2 separate regions of the Mus musculus genome follow, and region 2 is linked to region 1. A link is a contact called in public Hi-C data. All regions are on one chromosome and are shown on one strand. Each heading gives the region's core, a stretch centred on a gene start, on an enhancer-like site or on the middle of the called end of the contact. The rest is flanking DNA. Distances are from core to core; before and after follow the strand shown.

Region 1 (5,595 bases), core at 1,478-3,977:
TCCCCACTGTCTCTCAGACAATCAGGCTCTGCTTTTGCTTTTTCCTCATTTGCTTTTCCCTAAACAGTTGCAAATGGGTTCTCACTGGTTTGCCTGCAGCCTCCTGTTAGCCTCCTGGTGCTTAGATACCATCACCAGCAACATCCTAGCTAAACACAAAGAAACCGGTTTTCCCGGCTTACTGCATCTATTATTAAATAATAGAGTTTTATTGCCATCAGTTACTCAGACTCTCAGGGTCTTGTCTCACCATTTCCTTTCATTTGGGCACATGCCTCTACATCGCCATGTTTCACCCATATTAAAAAAAAAATAAAGTTTTGCCATTTAAATACTGTCCGACTTTTTTCGTCCAGAGTCTGCATCTTTATTGCCAAGGGCCAATCCCAGCCTTCAGGGTCTTTTTCTTTTCTCTGCTTAATTGATCCTCTGAGGCCAAAGTCAATGTTACTTCCTTCTGGGAAGCTTTTCTCAACCCCTACCCCTGTCAGAATGAATCACTGTTTAGACAGTGTTTCTGCCACATAAGCCAGGCTTTGTATAATCATGATTTATATTCATTCCCATTTCTCCGCTGGACTCTGACCTCTTTGGAAAAAAAAAAGGTTTTAGTTTGGTTATTCTGGGCTTAGCAAATATTCCCTCGAGGGGCTAGGAGAGTGCTTTTCCCTTGGCCAGCTCTCTTTACATTCTGATGATGTAGGATCATTTTCTTTCATTTGTAAGGTACACTGTCTTCTAGAAGCAAATCACGGTAAATTCTGAACCATCTTTGTCATGACATATAGTTTGACATAGTGCTGAAGTCACCGAACACAACTAATTGTGAGAGGAGCCATAAAATGAGACCACTGCGTGCCCTAGCAGATAGTCACTGTATCATCTGGGAGATTCAGAGCTTTGACTTACTTGTAGACATAAGACATTCTTTTTCTGTTTCTCTTTTTTTTTTCTACATCCATTTATCAAAATATTTTTTTAAACAACCAGAGAGAAGCATGTATAGTTAGGAATAAATTATCGGACTCAGGCAAAAATATGACACTAAGCTGAAGGTATTTCCAGCACCCCAAAATAGGATACAAAAGTCTTGGGAGCTGGAACATAAAATCGGGGAGGAGATATATTAAGAGGCCTAAGACATCAGGTCTTTTAGTTTAATAATATCTCTCGTATGTGGTCTTATGGAGTATTCAGCTTAGATGAAAACTTTTTCGGTGGCTTAGCTGGATTTATGAACCAATGGTCACTCAGGAACAAGAGGGTAAAATCCTTATGTTGTGTGTCTTGGTATCATTTCGAAGCCTCTCAGTTTCCTTCTCTGACATTAACAGAGAATAATCCTTCAAATTACTCATGTGAACTAATGAGACCAGTAATGAAACGGCTAGCTCCGTCATTGCTATGAGTGATGCCCTTTTAGAACACTCATTAAAAAACCTTTCTTGTCCTTCATTATGTGGAACATGCAATCCTGAAGTGTTGTAATTTACAGCAGGGCTAGGTTTCTGCTCTAAAATCCTCTCTGCTTTAACATACAAAATGCTACTTTTTCCATACTTGCATTACTCAAAGAGCAAAAAACAAAGATGAGAAATGAAACAAATTTTGAAGATAATTCTACTCATCTCCTCTAACTTGCCAATCTTTCTCCTAGAAGATGTTAAGAAGCAATACACGTGCCTCACTGAAGGAATAAACACACTCATCTGCAATTATTAGAAGCTACTTTGAAGAAAAAGGCCCACAAAGATAGATGGGCTTTTCCCAAAAGTCAGAATTATGTTTGTTTTAAAAGCAGTTATTGACTTTTCATGAGCAGTATCTCAGGCAGGCCCATCTTTTGTGATGAAATCCTGATGGTGTGAAAAGTTGAGTTCATCTGCATAGAACAGATTACATTGTGATCTGTGAAGACATCCCTCATTCGTACTTCCATACTCTCTGAACTGCTTCCTATGTCAATGATTTGAGTTGCTTACGTAAACACAATGGAAATTTTGCATTTAAATGGAAATAGAAGAATATACAGATGAAAACCTTTTCTCAAAGTACCAAGAATGGGGCCAGTGAGATGTCCCAGTGGATAAAGGTGCTTGATGCTAGGTCTGAGGACAGAAGCTCAACCCTGTAACCCACAGAATAGAACAAGAGAATGAACTCCCACGAGGTTTTCTCTGACTGACACATATGCTGTGGGACATGCCTTACTCTATCACATAAATAAACCAGTCAATAAATCAATCAATAAATATTACAAATTTAAAAAGAAATAGTATACACAAATTTTTGAATCAATAGAGTGTTCAATTTATATCGATCCAGAAATGAAAACTGTTAATTAAAAAAAAAGATGTTTATTATTTATTTATGTACACGTGTATCTCTCTGAATGTGTGAAGTGTGCATATATGAGGACTTAGAAGCCAGAGGAGAATGTATGCTCACCTGGAGCGGGAGTTACAGAATGTTTTATCAACTGAACTGTGTGCTAAACTCCACTCCTCTATAGAAGTAACAACTGTAGTCAGCTGCTGAGCCATCTCTCCAGTCGCAACTGTGTTCATTTTAACTGTTACAGGGAGACATGGATTTAGTGTGTGTGAAGCAGAATGTAACCAAGGTCCAAAATACATTTCAACTTTACACCACATATACCACAGACAAAGATGAAACTGAAGATGTTCGTGCCAAAGGAGAAGGAAAGGGGCTGGCAAGCGTGGCCTGACTAACAGATGACTAAGGAGAGGAGAATGTTTCTGATAGTTATAGGCTTCCCCAGGAGTAAGACACACAGGCCTGTTTGGTTGATCAGCCAAGCCTTGGGCTTTGCTGTCACTTAGGCTTCTTTTTCCTGTGAACGCTGGGTCTACACAAGTGAAAGAAACTGCAGTGGGGGCGGGGGGGGGGGGCGAGAAGGAGGGAGCCCGCCCCAGAGGTGGCTGAGTGTGGAATGACAGGAAAAGCCTCAACAATGGCTTAGCGCTTTAGTTCAGCATATCTAAGGAATCTTATTAGCAGTTGGGATGATAGATAGCAATAATATAGGGGTAATAACTTTATGCATCTAAGTACTTTAGAGACTGCATATAGTTTAAAGTAAATGCACCTCGGCAACAACCCTCTCTGTGTTATTTTTTTATTTTAGTCATTGAAGACCATCTTTTGGTCAAACACAATATATTTCCATCGGGGAGAAAAAGACAACCTTAAAATGCCGACATAACTCGAACAATTTGCCCTTTGAAACAAAGGTATGATTTCAAATCAACAGGGCTCTATTGAAATAAAAGTCTCACAGACAAGCTGAGATCTTAATAGACTTCATTATGTTGTTCAACCAAAATTAAAATCTGCACATTTAAAACAAACAAACAAACAAACAAACAAACAAAAAAACCCTCTTAACATGATTGTCTTCCTGTCTCACCTTGCTCCTTAGAACTCCTTGCTTCTGGGGAAGAAGCCGATTGCATTCCTGACTGAGCTGAGTCTCAGACAAGGTGAAGAGAATCATAACATTGGTTTTAGGGTAAAGCTCAACCAAAATGTTTAACGGTGATAAATGCAAAATAAATCCAGATTGTCTACCTTAGCAAAGAGAAGAGAAGCACGGTACTGGCCTTCCACATGTTTGGTATAAATAGACAGACATAGACAAAGGTCGAGGGAAAGGTTTTATATATATATATATATATATATATATATGCCAGCTATTTTTCTAGTGTTACTTGTGAGTGTTCTCATCAAGAGAATAATATTATAGTTTTTATTGTTTTTTGATAAGGGCTTCATAGCTGCTCATGGGTGGTCCTGTTCAATTTTGCCAATGGGTTTTTGCTTGGGAATTATTAGTGGCTGGGTACTTGACATAGTCATTGAGATGCATTTGTGTTTGGGTTGTCTCTATGTCCACACTGCTAGAAACCAACAGCGTCCTTTTCCCTCTCTCTTCCTCCTCTTTCTTCTAGTACGTCTCTGCATGAAGTCTGAAGTCCATTCTCACTGTTTTTCTGTGGCACATTATATTCCGCTCTGCACTGGCTCTTTGACACATTTGATTGCAAAGTTCAGTGTACCCTTTATTATGTGGTTCACAGAACTCTGTGGCAAACAGAAGCAGGTCCAGGAAAACATGATTTTTGGAGGGTGCTTAGGATGCACACAGGAACACACATGTACACACTCAACCACAGCACAGGGTCTTAAGTGATAGAAGGCAAGTGCTCCAGGTATAGGAAAAACAGTCTACAGTAAAGGGATCACAAAGAGCTTCAGAAAGAAGCTAACATCTGATTTGAACCACGAAGGATGCCAACATGCCAAAGAACAGCAAAGAGAAAAAATATTTAGGTGAAAATAAGCTTTAAACATGGCAAAATTGGGAGCACGTAAGGACTTGAATTTTGAATTTTGAATCTCTGTCAGCCACATAAAATCCAAAACCTGAGCATTCACACACACACACACACACACACACACACACACACACACACACACACACACACACAATCTTAGTGCTGGGGAGACAGACAGAGTAGAGTAGGAATTCCTAGCCAGCTAGTCTAGATGAATGGCTGAGTTCCAGGTTCAGTGAGACCCTGTCTCAAAAAATCCAATGAGAACTATTAAGGGATAGTTTCACACCTGAAAAAATGTTCAACATCCTTAATCATCAGGGAAATGCAAATCAAAACAACCTTGAGATTCCATCTCACACCAGTCAGAATGGCTAAGATCAAAAATTCAGGTGACAGCAGATGCTGGCGAGGATGTGGAGAAAGAGGAACACTCCTCCATTGTTGGTCGGATTGCAAGCTTGTACAACCACTCTGGAAATCAGTCTGGCAGTTCCTCAGAAAATTGGACATAGTACTACTGGAGGATCCCGCAATACCTCTTCTGGGCATATATCCAGAAGATGTTCCAACTGGTAAGAAGGACACATGCTCCACTATGTTCATAGCAGCCTTATATATGATAGCCAGAAGCTGGAAAGAACCCAGATGCCCCTCAACAGAGGAATGGATACAAAAAATGTGGTACATTTACACAATGGAGTACTACTCAGCTATTAAAAAGAATGAATTTATGAAATTTCTAGGCAAATGGTTGAACCTGGAGGGCATCATCCTGAGTGAGGTAACACAATCACAAAGGAACTCATACAATATGTACTCACTGATAAGTGGATATTAGCCCAAATCCTAGGATACCCAAGATATAAGATACAATTTGCTAAACACATGACACTCAAGAAGAACAAAGGCCAAAGTGTGGACACTGTGCCCCTTCTTAGAATTGGGAACAAAACACCCATGGAAGGAATTACAGAGACAAAGTTTGGAGCTGTGACTAAAGGATGGACCATCTAGAGACTGCCCTATCTAGGGATCCATCCCATAATCAGCTTCCAAACGCTGACACCATTGCATACACTAGCAAGATTTTGCTGAAAGGACCCAGATATAGCTGTCTCTTGTGAGACTATGCCAGGGCCTAGCAAACATAGAAATGAATGCTCACAGTCAGCTATTGGATGGATCACAGGGCCCCCAATGGAGGAGCTAGAAAAAGTACCCAAGGAGCTAAAGG
Region 2 (5,595 bases), core at 2,115-4,614, 140 kb after region 1:
AACACAATTTGTGTGTGTGATGGTTGTATGCACGTGTGTGTGTAGGTGTGTGTGTGTGTGTGTGTGTGTGTGTGTGTAAGTTAAAGGTTAATATTGGATACCTTCCTCGATCATTCACCATCTTATGTATGGAAGTAGGCCATGCATTTGAATCAAGAGCCCATTACCTTATCAAGTCCAGTTAATCAATTTGCCTTGAGGATACTCGGCTAGGATTACAAGCACTATACTATGCCCATCTAGAATTTATAGAGGTTCTGAGGATTTGAACTCGGGTCCTTACATATGCATGGTAAATGCCTTTTCCAATAGCGAACCACCTCTCTATATCCTGAAAGTGTTTGTTTATTATTGTTAATTTAAATTGAAATATTTTAAATCGTATATATGCATGTGTGTGTGTCCCATATATGCCAAAATCCAAGGGCAACAGAGGATTGAGTTAAGTCCTCTAGGACTGGCATTACAGGATGTTCTAAGCTACACAATGTAGTTTCTGAACCCAGATCCTATATAAGAGCAGTGGACACTCTTAACCAGTATCCTGTCTTCAAAGCTTCTTCCCCTTGCTTTTAAAGATGAAAGTAGAAATGTGCATCTAATTGCGAACTCAGGATCTCCTTCCTAAACAAAACCTGGGAGATGCTCAGTGTTGATTATAACAGTTAGGAGTCCCTGACTGGGAACAAAAGACTAAATGCTCAATTTCCCAAGGTAGCAATGCCTTTCTTTGGAAGATGCATTTGTTAACATAGAAGGGGAGTTTTGTTTGTAGCTTATCTCAGTTGCCTCTGATGTACCGGGAAATGACAACCGCTATTATTTTACCCTGGATAGCTTCTTTGCATCAATTTGAAAAGGGCATCTTTTATTCCTTAAGATTTGTCGTTATCTGTTACACATCTGCAATAATATGAAAATTTGTTATGACTGACCTGGGAAGTACTTTCTAGGTCTGTGGGGTGTACTACTTGTTCAACCACATGCAATTACTTTAGTAATCTGTGTCTGATTGCTTCCTCAGAGGTGATAGGTTGGTTCTTGGTAAGCCCTTAATGTGCTGAATTTACACAGGTACATTGTGTGTTTTTATGTCTGACATTGGCAGACATAGAACGTCATACCTGAGGGGACAGCTCTGACACCAGTATTTGCCGCACACAATTTACACCATCATTGCTATTATTATCCTGTTCTGGTATTTTATGATCCCACTCAGTTCCTCCATTTCTTCCATAGGTTTCTGTCTGTAGAATACTTCTGACACCAACGAAGCTGTAGTTTATACTTCACTGATACACACCTAAACATGTACACACAGAAATGTGATAGGTTACTTTCTCATGACGAAACTACCCAAAGCCAGAATCGTGAAATTGAGATGATCTCTGTGCAATATTACACAATGAAACATTTGCCAGTGCTTGATTGGGCAAATTTAGGAAACACTAAGAGGCCCACAATGGCATCCTTCAATCAGGGCTCACACAAATACTATCCAGGAAAAGCTGCAGGCAGGAGAGGCAGGAAGAGTTTTCAGTGTCTGTCTTGGGTGGAGAGTGCTCGGTGTTCCTAGGGATCTGGCTTCACAGAGCATGCATGGGTTTGAGCCAGGTCCTCTGCATGTATGCTATGGTTGTTTAGCTTAAGGTGTTAGGGGGGCTCCTACCAGGGAGAGTGGAGTTGTCTCTGACTCTTTTGCCTGCTCTTAGAACCTTTTTCATCCTACTGGTTTGTCTAGTCGAGTCTCAATATGAAAGTTTGTGTCTAGCCTTGCTGTAACTCATTACACCATTTTAGGTTGACACCCCTGGGAAGCCAACTCTTCTCTGAAGGGAAACGAAAGAGGAGGAGTGAATCTGAGGAAGAGAGGAGTGAGAAGAACAGGAGGAGTGGAGGTACAGAAAAACCACATTCAGAGTGTAACGTATGATAGAAGGATTGAAGAAATAAAACGTTCCCTCAGAGAGGAGAAGCATGAATCAGGTGGTGCTGATCATCTGATGTGGCATAAACCGCTGTTATCAGACAACTGATATATAACTTGGCCTCCCAAGAGGTATTTCATCCAGCATCTGCCATGGTTTCACACTTCTTTTTCACTATATCAAATGGGGCTTATTTTGTCATTGTTGTTGTTCAAACCTTTCATCTAACGGTTCAGTAGTTGAAAACACAAGAGATCAACAGGAGAAAACCAAGCTCTCATTAATGTGTGCATGAGAGTCATACAAACCATGACATTCAAAGGGGGATACGGTTGAAGCTTAAATGCCTCTTCACAGGAGGAAGGGAATGTAGTGCAGTAGGGGCTGTAAGGCACTCTTAGAGGGGAATGAAAATGGGTTTTTAAAGGCAATAAGCTCAAGGAACGAGGTGCTGGGACAAAATTCCTCAGACTCTCTGTGTGTCGTTCAGTATTCTGTCTCTGTGTGATCTGAGCTTAATCCTCCCTGGTTAATGCAAGTTCAGTAAAAAGAGTCAAGGCAGCTGTGTTTTTCTTTGGAGAGTCTGTCTTTAAGTCGATCAAGTAACTGGAGAAATCTCTTCCCTGTGTCTTCTACTTTCAATTTCAAGTCCAAAGCAGGCCATTTGGGGGTTTTTTACTCTCTACACCAGTGTATTGCTTCAAAGCTGTATCTTTTGAGTTAGTTTAATTCTAATGTCCAAAAGCTTTCAACATTGTGTGGGGATGTGCTGTCCAGTTTCTGATTAGAAGACCTGACAACTTGGCCAGATGGTCTTAGACGTTATGGTACACTATTGACCACTGAGGATGAGACTGGAGGGCATCTGCTTTCTAGAGGGTGAGTAAATCTCTCTGCAAAGCTAAATGCACAGTTAGTTCTGGATGTAGCTGTCCAAGAAATTATCAATTTGGAGACCATTGCTCCACATAAATGTAAGAAGGTGTTCCCCAGCAGTCATGATGGTCCCATGGAGTGACTGTTGTTGTTGTCTGAGTCAGAAGACGGGAAGGCCTCACAAATGCCCACTGCTGAGAGGTTCCATTACTCTGTACTACAGAAATGTAAGATTTGAAAGGAGAGCCTAGTAATTGTTCTTTGTGGCTGGAACAGCAAGCCAGGAAGAATGATCGCAGCCATTAGAAAGCAGGGAAAGATAACGAGGAGCAGTTCTTCGAGGCAGGAGCCACCCTTAGCAGCTCCCACATAACTTCTTCATCTTGCTTCTTCTTGAGTCCTGGCTTTTGGTTCTCCATGATTCTGTGAAATCCCTGTAGTATTTTTGTTCATCTTGTTCATCCTTGACTATTACAAGCTGGGAACTCTGAACTTTTACTCACACACTTGAGCTTTTGGCTCATTGGCTCAATCAGTCACCATTTCTATGTTAACTTCATTCCAAATTCATGAGAGCTAAGACAAGTCACTCACAGTACTTAGTCACTCAACGGAATGGTGACCTCACTGAGCGAGAATCTTTAAGAATGAAATGAGGTAATATAAATGGAACTCGAATGACAGATCCCAACACATCCAGAACACACCAAGTGCACTTAAGCATATTATAAATATTTATTTACATCAACATCATTAATTGCAATCTTTATATGAGCAAAATCATATTTAGAGCACTCTGTTTTAGATGGGCTCATATCTCTGAAATGGAATTTTAATCAGCATTTCCAAACATTATAGAGACATACTCATTTATTAATCATAGCCCTCATTTTCTTCAAAAAACAACTTAGTGAACATTTCATATGTTCATGCTTATTTTTGTGTGTAAAAAGACTTAGCTACTATCTTGAACCAATCTAATTTATGCTGCTCAATTTGGGATTTTAATTAATAAGATGCTTTCTCTTGATTTACATTTTCTTTCATTAATCATCCTTTGGCTTTAAAGAAAAAAATAACTGATATTCTTTGAAGATAGCTCTGTACTGTAGCTAGCTTGACTACATTTATGTAAGAAGAAAGGAGGGCACAGAGGTGAGCACAATTTAGGTTTTATAATTACACAGGTGATTGAATTATTAAGAAGATGGACAGAATCCTACTGGGATAGTTACACTCGCCTTCATCTTTATCTTTCTCTAAAAAGATGGTTCTTTGATGCTCTTGAACATTTGTTCCAACTGGCCCACTGAGCAGTTTGAAGCTTATTCAAAGGTCACAGTTTTTGGGCAAGACTTCATTCATCCGACCCAGATGGGCTAAAATACAAAGGAATGTAAATACTTCCAAGTTAGAGTTGTGAGAGCCAAGATTTCCAGCCTGCTTCTCTTAGGCATTGTTTTAGTCTTGGAGAGTTCTGTTTGGAAATGAGAGTGATCCTCCAGAGGGCCTGGAGAGGAAGCAGAGTTGCTGCCCTCTACAACACAACAGAAACTTGGCCCTGGCATCAATGGAAAACTTTCTAAAGTGTTCTCTTAGATGCCGTTGAGGAAAAATTGCTGAACTCAACACTTCCCTCCTGGCTTCAATAAGAGCTAAGAAGGTTAAGCTATTTAACCAAAGCTCGGTTTTAGAATATTACGTCAGCTACTTTCATCCTTCATGAGCTACCGTATTAGCTCTTGCTTGGACATATTCTACTGCGAAAGCTTCCAAAAGGAACTCTTGTGTGTTCTATCCAATTATGTCTTCATTTTCCCTTTGTTGATTTCAGCTTTAGCAGATAAAAAGAAAAATCTTCCAGTAGTCAAAATTTTATAACGCATTCTCTCTACTTTGGGAAGTGAAATAAGAAGTGATGAAACTAACATCCATGCAAGTTTTAAAAATCAGTATTATTACTCAAGTTTAATAATCTTATATGATACTAAATTTTAACTTAAAAAATGTGTAATAAAAATATAGCATTTTTTCCATGCAAATATCTGAAATCACATTTATATGTTATTTGGGACAATCTGAGCTTCTGTTGGACACTGAGTATATAGTTTTCACTCATGAATTCCTCACTGGGGTAAATCAACAAAAATGTTCCCCATAAAATTCTGAGAGTAGTCCACATAGGTAGTATCAACTATCTTCATTGCGATTATTTCTGTCTGAAAAACCAGTGAGCCATGATTCTAAAGCACATTATCAGCATGTATAGAACATATTGTTTACTGATATCATGGCTATTGTTGCTTCAAAAACAAATTTACTCAACTTAAATTTTTTTATTTTACTTTGGAACAGTGTAAATGTGATACATGTTCAGAACAAGTCATCCTTTGACCTTTCAATGTTGCTCCTTTACCAGGCTAATACCATCTCATAGGGTGTTGGTGGGAGTAGCCAGAAGCTTCTGGTCACCAAATGATCAGGATGTAGATGTTCATTGCTCACCAGAGATCTCAGTTGTTACCCACACTCTTTGATAATATATATATATATATATATATATATATTTCTGATGGTTAATCTTTTTTTATTAGATATTTTCTTCATTTACATTTCAAATGCTATCCCAAATGTCCCCTATACCCTCCCTCCGCCCTGCTCCCCAACCCACCCACTCCAGCTTCCTGGCATTCCCCTGTACTGGGACATATAATTTTCACAAGACCAAGGGCTTCTAATCTCATTGATGGCTGACTAGTCCATCCTCTGCTACATATGCAACTAGAGACAC

What was found. Hi-C and Micro-C count contacts between places; a contact is called where the count stands out from the background.
Region 2: a Hi-C map of embryonic fibroblasts shows a contact between it and region 1, with 2.1 times the contacts expected there. The contact joins two enhancer-like sites. A contact is called at or near these places in 1 of 15 datasets of contacts at CTCF or cohesin (the NIH/3T3 cell line) and 2 of 484 Hi-C or Micro-C datasets (embryonic fibroblasts and nephron progenitors).

The regions. Positions count from the first base shown.
Region 1 is chr10:96,804,049-96,809,643 of GRCm38.p6, forward strand. No RefSeq gene overlaps it. Among named protein-coding and RNA genes, the nearest start is that of Gm33897, 91 kb to the left of the region's middle. Within about 2 kb of position 2,728, at least 40 of the 459 cell types and tissues checked have an H3K27ac peak or open chromatin away from gene starts, as enhancers often do. A contact at or near this core is called in embryonic fibroblasts, where this site is marked.
Region 2 is chr10:96,944,782-96,950,376 of GRCm38.p6, forward strand. Gm33981 (a long non-coding RNA gene) reads right to left here. Exons shown (of 3, transcript XR_380715.2): 3 at 969-1,303. Among named protein-coding and RNA genes, the nearest start is that of Gm33981, 11 kb to the right of the region's middle. Within about 2 kb of position 3,365, at least 17 of the 459 cell types and tissues checked have an H3K27ac peak or open chromatin away from gene starts, as enhancers often do. A contact at or near this core is called in embryonic fibroblasts, where this site is marked.